Linked DNA regions of Mus musculus: region 1 is linked to region 2. The links are chromatin contacts, called in public HiChIP or PLAC-seq maps. All regions are on one chromosome and are shown on one strand. The core of a region is the stretch at or near the end of the contact, and the rest is flanking DNA. Distances in the headings are between cores, read along the strand shown. Region 1 holds the start of Reep3 (receptor accessory protein 3). Region 2 has its middle 37 kb from the start of Gm31416.

Evidence for each region. HiChIP or PLAC-seq counts read pairs in DNA pulled down with a chosen protein or histone mark.
Region 1: a BATF HiChIP or PLAC-seq map of CD8 T cells shows a contact between it and region 2, with 5 read pairs. The contact joins the promoter of Reep3 here to the enhancer-like site in region 2. A contact is called at or near these places in 3 of 39 promoter capture datasets (the C10 cell line, the SN4741 cell line and neural stem cells), 1 of 15 datasets of contacts at CTCF or cohesin (the NIH/3T3 cell line), 6 of 484 Hi-C or Micro-C datasets (the C2C12 cell line, bone marrow-derived macrophages, memory CD8 T cells and 2 more), 14 of 115 datasets of contacts at active chromatin or transcription factors (the 230-238 cell line, CD8 T cells, bone marrow-derived macrophages and 8 more) and 3 of 9 other capture datasets (adipose tissue, embryonic stem cells and liver).

The regions. Positions count from the first base shown.
Region 1 is chr10:67,094,533-67,099,015 of GRCm38.p6, reverse strand. Reep3 (receptor accessory protein 3) reads left to right here and starts at 2,028. Exons shown (of 8, transcript NM_178606.5): 1 at 2,028-2,226. The coding sequence starts at 2,195. It also overlaps a transcript of Jmjd1c not described here.
Region 2 is chr10:66,869,229-66,873,537 of GRCm38.p6, reverse strand. No RefSeq gene overlaps it. Among named protein-coding and RNA genes, the nearest start is that of Gm31416, 37 kb to the right of the region's middle. Within about 2 kb of position 2,352, at least 12 of the 459 cell types and tissues checked have an H3K27ac peak or open chromatin away from gene starts, as enhancers often do. A contact at or near this core is called in CD8 T cells, the SN4741 cell line and memory CD8 T cells, where this site is marked.

The DNA.
Region 1 (4,483 bases), core at 779-3,278, 230 kb before region 2:
AAACTTCAGTCACGGTTAAAACTGTGACTTTATAAAGTGGAAATTTCAGGCTCTGACGATGACAAATATCACAGGAATGACAAGCATGATCTTCCTAAACCAGGAAGGACACAGGAACAGTCTTTGTTCAGGATGTCCCCCACACAGCACAGAGTGCAGCATCCCCAGACCCATCCCCACCTGCTTGCTAGTGGTTAATGCCAGTCACAACAACGAAGAAAAGCAGCTTGCTAATTTTTAATTTTCCCCCTGGACTAACCAACTCACACCCAACTCAGGTATGACTCAAAAGTACTGGAGTTCAGCTCCATTACCTATGAACCATGGGGATCACTGGCTACAGAGTTAAGTTCTCTAAACCTCCGTTTCCATGGTACCAAGGAGAATCAACACTCCAGGGCTGTCTGGGGCGGCAGGATGACTCAACAACACTGTAGCAACCCAGGGTAGGTAGGTGGTTTACAACCCGTGGCTTTTTGAAATAGGAACAAGGGGGCTGTGTCCTGCAAACAATAACAAGAGCCATCACCTCTGCAAAACAGGCAGAAGAGACTAAATGCGGAGGGGTGAAAGGAGTCCAGAAACTTAAGGGATAAATTATGAGGGAGGGTGGGGGGCAGGGAATTGGGGGGGGGGGATTTAAGAGGTCAGAAAGGTAGAGAATGGGAAATAAAGCATCCAAGAAAAAGATGCAATTCAGTCAAGGGCACGAAAACACACCTTAGCTCAGGAAAGAGAGGAGGGGAAAGATATGTTAAGGATGAGGAACGAAAGGCTGTAAATAAAGACATTACAAGACCGCTCTGCCCATGGAAGGACATGAAAGGACAAGGAAGGTATGTGCCAGAAAAACTGCTGCTTAGAGGGCAAGCACATCTCCCCAGTAACGCTGAACAATGGTCAAACTAAATAAACCAGGACAAACGCAATCACCGCAGCCCCTGAAATAAAAACACACATTCTTAATGTAAATAAGCAAAAAAAAAAAAAAAAAAAGGAACGGAAGAGCAGAAAGCAGCGGAGGACTTCTCTTCCTGGTTCTGTGGAAGGAAACCCCGCAGGCCTCCACCTCCTCCACAGTGCTGGGATCACAAGAGCTCACCACCATCCCTCCCCTGCTGCTTTCTTTCATGGCCAAAATTCTTCTTAATTTATAGGCCTCATGAACTACAAGGCACTCATGGTAACCTATCCCTGTCCCTTGATACCATCCCAGGCAAATCCGACTCCTTCCTAAACACATTAATTAGCAATACCTTACATCATCCTTGAAAAGCAGGAGGTAAGCAAGAGTATTATTAGCCTCTTTTTATTATGGGGAAACTGGGGAACAAAAAGATTAAATTACAGTACGTCCCAAAATGAGCCATCATATTTTCTAGGACTTTAATTAAAGGCTCCAAACACCACATTACAGACATTATTCTTTCTAGCTTAGAGAACTTTTACTATTGCTTCCACCAGGGGACCAAGAAAAAAAAACACCTACAGTAACTTAAAAGGTCAGCTTAAAATTTTGGACAGTGTTAAGAGGTAACACACACGCGCGCGCGCGTGACGGAAAAAAAAAATAAGGACACTTGTAAACAGCACCACGGGTCGGAAATCCTGGGTCCACGTTTTAGGCTGTGGGGCAGGCAAGACAGACAGGAGTTGGCTGACGCTGATGGAAAAGGTGCCCCAAGGGGCCCAGAACAGCCTCGCCATCCCTGCAAACCCATCACTCCAAACGTGACCCCCGACGCTCTCCCTTGGCCCCTGCATTGCACCACGAGCCTCGCCGTGCCAACCCAGGCCTGTGGTAGGCCCTGGCTGCCGAGCCTCGGTGAGCACCGGAGCCGCACCTAGCCAGACACTTCACAATCCCGGCTTCCCCCGCCCCCGGCCTCGGCTCCCACGCGCTCTCACCGCCCGCCCGGAGTCCCCCGGCCCGGGGAAGCGAGGTGACCGCGCAGCTCGGTGGAGCGCAGCGCCCGCGGGGTCCCGGAGCCGCCGCCTATCAGCGGAGCGCAGGGGCGGGGCCGGCAGGGCCGGCGGGGCCGCGGGCGGGGGCGGACGGGCGGGGGACCGGGCTCCGGGCGGCTCCGGGCACCGCGCGCACACACCGGGCCGGCTCCCGAGGGCGCCAGCGCGGCCCCGGGGAGCGCGAGCGGGGAGCGCGCGGCCTGCGGTCAGCGGCCCATCGGCCGAAAAGATGGTGTCCTGGATGATCTCCCGAGCCGTGGTGTAAGTACGGGCGGGGAAGACGCTTGGGGCCCGGTTGCCGGAGCCAAGCTCACGGGCCGCGGCCTGCTCACCCGTGTCCCAGTCGCTGCGGGGCTCCGGGGCGGCGGCGGCGTTGGGAGCAGCAGGGCGCGGGCGAACGGACTGGCAGGCGGTGGGCTCTGCTCCGTGGAGCCGCTCCCCGGCGCGCGGCGGGCTCTGCTCGGCTTCTCCTCGGCCTCCCCTCCGCTCCTCGGCTACGCGGCAGGCGCTGCTCCGCTCCTCGGCTCCTCCGCTGCCCGGCGCTGCGCGCGGCGGGCTCTGCTCGGCTCCGCGGCGCGCTCCCGGCTGCGGCTCCCGCTCCCGCGGCCCGCGCTGCGCGGCACCGCCCTGCGCAGGCTCCGCCGACGCTGAGCGCGGGAGGCCGGCGGGACTCCGGATGCGCCCGAGCCTTTGTCACCAGGTCTACCGCGTTGCGGTGTCTGTCCGCGGCGCACGCCGCTTGGTCACGTGTAGGAGGAGGAGAGATCGGTGTCAGAGCCCGGGCTGCAGAGTCTTGCTCAGGGGTCCCGAGGTGACCTGGGAAAGAGCCTGCGCTAGAAAGGTCGGGCAAACGCTGACCGTGGAGGGCCGTGGGTGGGAAGAAATGTTTGCAATGGAGAAGGCGCAGGTGCCAGTCCCCTTTGTTCGGGTCATCTCCTCAGTTCACTGATTGTGATACAAACGAGAGCTGCGGATGGGGAGAGGAGGGGGGAAAAGTTGAGATGTGTTGTTTAATCTGCAAAGGTATTTGAATACAAGTTAAACCGGTTCTCTTCCCATCTTTCACCTTACCCTGTGCGCTCTAAAGCAAAGTCACCAAATAAAGGGCCATAAATTAGGTAAAGCCTGGGGGCGGGAATTCATTATTCATGTAGCAGTAGTGTCATCTGAGTACCTTAATGAAATGTTTATATGAGGTTAACAGGCCTCGCTGATTAGCTTATAATTTGAAGGGAGAAAATGACATTACTTGGGCATTATTATTTTCACTACGGAGAAGGAGCTAATTTTTTTTTAACTTGCTTTTATTTCGTTTGGAAGTGAGCTAGGTAACCTAGTTTGCAATGCATTCAAAATTTGCTCTTTCATAAAATGTCCTTTAAAGCCTCTGAACTTCTTGTATTCATCTTAAAGCCACAAATAAATAAAGTTATGCCACGGGTGCCTTCAAATTATGTTTTGCCTCTTCCAAGGCAGTCTTCGGGTTTCCACATAATCCAGGCATACTTTCTTAACCTACCAGAAGTCCCTCCACTATTTTGGCCTAGCCCCTCAAATTAAATGCCCCATTAAAAAAACTGGGTTTGTCTTTTGATCTCTTAGACCATTTTCAATGATGGAAAATTATGGAACACCTTGAGTTTGCATTCATCAAATAAGATTTTTATTTTTTTAATTGGTGAAAGGAAGTATGTTTAGTGCTACGCTACCTCCAATACAAAGGTCAGTACCACGTAGGAGATCTTAATGGGACACACATTTCACATCCACAGATATCTACTGTACAGGTCAGAATGTCAGGTCTTATGAGGGTTATACCTGGTGTAATACCCAGTGTTAGACAAGGAAGAAATTATCTGTGGTTGGAGCGTCATCAAAGAAGGCAAAAGAGATTACGTTCATAATAGACCTTGAGGAATGAACCCGATCTAGACCGCCAAAGAGGAAGAAGGAAAAGATTTCTGATAGGTGGACTGGTGTAAACCAGAGCTGGGGTAGATTACAGAGTGAGAGCCAGAAAAGCAGGAAGAGAAAGAGAGGCCATTGTTTTATGAAGACTTTTATAATCCCAGAAACACTGAGTCCAGTACTGAAGGAAGGATGCGCTCCTGCTCGGTCAGCCTGTGGAGTTGAAGGTCTGGGGTGAAGGGGAAGCATGCAAATGTGACTTTTTTTTTTAAAGGTCATTAAAACATGTATTAATCAGGAGTCAAGAAATGTGTTTCGTGAACTTCGGGTCCAGCACATTTGTCGAGGAACATCTGTGTGTGTGTTTCCATCTGCGCTTGGGTTATCTCTAAATGTAAAAGCTGTCCTAATAGCTACACAAACCTAGATACTTGCTCCGCACTGTGAAATAGAATTTGTTTGTGTATCTCCTTCTTCACCTACTGAAATGCCCAGCTGGGCCTAAACAAGGTCAGACAGTTTCCTCAGCCCGAGCCTTTGGAGGTACCATCAAGGACAAGGGACCCTATCTAAACCTGAACTCCCAAGATTAAGGAGCAATTCTTTGCAG
Region 2 (4,309 bases), core at 1,103-3,602:
AAGCTCAGAACTGTTTCTGAATTATGGACCTTTGGCATGGGGAACATTTTAGGCAGGGAATGCTGGGTCTGAGCTGAGATTGCAGTTCTGATGGGGAAGGATGCTTATTTCTTATTAATTTGAGATAGATAGATAGATAGATAGATAGATACCGCCATAGTCCTAAGTTAATATTCACCATCTTTTTTTTTATTTAAATCTCACAACTTTACACTTAAAGCTAGCATATGTAAAATATTACAGTCAGAGTTGTTATATTCAGGGTTCCATTTTGTGAGTTCTTAATCTTGTTGATAAAAGAATTTAAAGACAACATCAGAACAAAGAAGATCATTTTATTAAAATTTTGGAGAAAGACAATAGGTCTTACAATTTTAATTCTTGGTAATTGCCAAGAGGAAAGAAATGCTTAAGAGAGAAAGATAAGGGCTGGTGAGATGGCTCAGTGGGTAAGAGCACCCGACTGTTCTTCCAAAGGTCCGGAGTTCAAATCCCAGCAACCACATGGTGGCTCACAACCATCTGTAATGAGATCTGGCTCCCTCTTCTGGAGTGTCTGAAGACAGCTACAGTGTACTTACATATAATTAATAAATAAATCTTTAAAAAAAAAGAGAGAAAGATAAAATTCATTTTTACAATAGAAATAAATCTTGTTAGTCTTCATGGATTAGATTAGATTTAATTTTGTAAGTACCTTTACGAGTTTGATTATTTGTTTATTATCAACTTGGTACAAGCTAGTGTTGTCTGGGTATAGGGAATGCCAATTGAGAAAATGTCTCCATTAGATTGGCCTGTAGGTGATTCTGTCAGACATTCTGTTAAAGATTGATGTGTGGGGTCATAGGTCAAATAATTTAATCCCTGTGGTCTGAAATAACTCTGGAATTGGTGACAGAATGCTCCCACAATTCCCACTATGCCTTTGGCTCCTGTTTCTCACTAAATTGTGGGATTGAGCAGAACAGAATGCTAATGCTCTCTAGAAAGCTTGTATTCACCATCTTTTAATTAATAAATTAACTAACTTTTGCATCTGAATGTACTGCTAAAGTCACTGAGTTTACAAACTCTTGATCTGAGAAAGCAGTTTACCAAAGTGATACCTCCTGTGTTTGAAGTGTTAGTCAATTTGTATAGCTGATGCAGAGGCTGTGGAAGAGTGCTGCTTACTGGCATACTCATCCTGCTTTCTTTGAACTCAGTACCATCTGCCCAGGGATGGGTCCACTCACAATGGGCCCGCTAACATCAATAACTAATTAAGAAAATACCCTACAGGCTTCCCCACAGTTCAATCTTATGGAGGCATTTTCTCAGTTGAGTCTTCCTCTTCTCCAGGGAATCTAGCTTGTGTCAAGTTGACCTAAAACTAGCCACCACACCTTTCTAAAACTGTCTTAGTGCTAATTAAACAGCAATTTAAGTTTTGAAGGGGAAACATTTAGACCACTGCATGAAGTAACCTTCTTTGTCCCTCTAAATTCCCATTGATCAAAGTTCTGTTCATCTTCAGATTCTAGTAAGTCCCTCAAGGCTATCTTAGCCTACCAAGTAATCTTTATGAGAACATATGTCATAGTCTGTCTTTGGACAGATGTGTTACCATCCCTGGGGGGAGGGTTGGACACCATCTGTAACTTGTCTTTGAACTTCCCACAATGCCTTGCAATCAACTCATTGCTCAATAAATGTTTGTGGTACTGAGCTGAAAACATCTGAGAACTTGATACAACTTTGATGTCACCCTAAAAAAAATTCATGTTCTTAAGCAAATATTCTCCTATGCAAACGATTCTGGAAGAGTTTCTTTCTCTAGAGTAGGTAAATTTCAAAAATGGGAAAAAATAGAGATGAAGAAAAAAAGTCCATCTTTTCTGGTTTCACAGATAAAATGAATTTGTTGAAGCACAAGTAATTCCCAGTGGACATGGGAAACCAGCAGTTTTGTTCAAATGTCAGAGCTAGTAGAGTGAGTAGCCCCCAAGCATGGGGAGGATTCTGTCTCTGACATGGACAAGGACTGGCTTGGGGAATCAGGACAGCATCCCTCAGCGGGGTTGGTGGTTCCAGGTTTGTGGTACTGGTTTTGGCCTCCCTTACCACCCACTGTTCTGTCCAGCCCAGGGCTGTGCCAGAGGCTGACATTTCTAATACTGTCTTAACTGCTGGCTCTCCTCCACGTGAGTCTGGCCAGAAGAGGCGGGGGGGGGGGGGGGGGCATGTTCTGTTTTTAATCTGCCACTCTGGAAATGGCTTGGGTTTGGTGCCCTTTCCGTGGTAGAGTCAGCTCTCAGGTCCTGGGTATGGCTAATGTTTTCCTACTGTTTTGGTTTAGTCATTGGGTTCTTTGGTTTCTAAAAACCACTCTCATATCTACATGTCCTTTGGTAAATCATCCTTCTTTTCTTGAAGTGTCTGTGGTGGTTTGAGTAGGTTTGGCCTCCACAGACTCGTGTGTTTGAATGCTTGGCCCACAGGGAATGATACTATTAGGAGGTATGGCTTTGTTTGAGTAAGTGTGGCCTTTTTGGAGGAAGTGTTTCACTGTGGGCTTTGAGGTGAGCCTATGCCTAAGCTCTGCCCAGTGTGGAATCAGAGTCTACTCCTAGCTGCCTGAGGAAGACAGGTGCCTTCTGCTGTCTGTGGATGAAGAAGTAGAAATCTCGGCTCCTCCGGTACCATGCCTACCTGGACACTGCCATGCATCCTGCCATGATGACAATGGACTAAACCTCTGGAAGTGTAAACCAGCCCCAGTTAAATGTTGTCCCTTATAAGAATTTCCCTGGTCATGTCTGTTCACAGCAATGAAACCTTAACAAAGACAACGTCCTTGTTGCTAAGACTTTAATGCAAAGACTTAAAGCTTTTAAAGCAAAGGTTTAGCAACTGCTCAGTATGCCTTCCTAGGAGATCTACATCCTTACCTTGCCTTTGGAACCAGGAACATGGCCACAGAGGAGAAGAAAACTTTCTCTGTCTCTGGAGCTGATCACAGTCAGGTGCTGGATTCTCTCCTCAGATTCTTCTAGGGAAATTGGCTGCATAGAAAAATGACAATGTGTCTTAAGGACAGACAATCTGTAGATGGGGCTGGGGAGATGGATCAGAGATTAGGAGTACTGCGTGCTCTTCCAGAGGACCCTGGTTCAATTTCTAGCAGCTCACAAGTGTCTATAAGTCCTGTTCTAGAGGATCTGAAACCTTCACACAGACATACATACAGGCAAAACACACACACACATATACATATATATGTATATATATATATATATATACATATACATATACATATATATATATATACACACACACACACACACACATATATATATATATAAAGTTATTTAAAAGATAGTCTGTAGAACAGAGACCAATTATGATAGGAAGGGGAATTCTCCACCACAGAGGTGTCAAGTGTGGTCAGCTCAGTAGGTTAGAGTGTTTGCTCAGTACCTTACAATCATGTGCTTCATCCTCAGTATCTGCATAAAACCAGACATGGAGGCATTGGCACATGCCCATAATTCCAGAGGGGTAAAAACAACACAGTTGGGAGTCCAAGGTCATCCTTGGTTTTATAGCCAGTTTGAAGTCAGCCTGGGCTACATGAGATCTTGTCTCTAAAACCAAGATCGAATCAAGAAAGGAAGGGAGAGGCAGAGAGGTTGGGGAAGAACAGCAGCGAAGTCTCAGAAAGGGACAACTTTTTTTTTTCCCACCTGAGGGACTACTTGCCTTCTCTGTTCACATTGGGGATCTTAAAACAGCAAGATCTGCTTGTGTCAGTGAGTACTGATTTCCTCTGGCTTCCCTCACTGCCACGACATCTGTCCCAAAGAATGAGAAAAGGTAGTTCAAGTTGTGGACAAAATGGATAGTATCCCATCTTTGACACAGTTAGGTATCCCTTTTATCATCAACCTGGAAGATACCCAGACCCACATCAGTGCATACAGGCTGCACACAGGCAGGTACATATACACACCTAGACTGGCACACAGGTTGAATGAAGAAGGCAAAAGATGGTCCTCTCTGTTGTGGATGGATGGTCCTGGTGCTATTTGTATTTTGATGTTAATTCCATTTTCCCAGGAGGGGTTGTCTGGACTGAGAAAGGAGTCATATACTTAGGTGACTTCCTGTGAACCATCCCCCAATGAATAAAGGAGCCAATCACTGGGCGAGTAAGCAGGACTTCCCGGTTGGATAGAGGAAGAGAGTAGGCAGGAGAGAGATAGGGGCTTTTGGAAGGGGATAGCGAGAGGACAAGATGTAGCTACTAGTGTCTCCCAATTTAGAT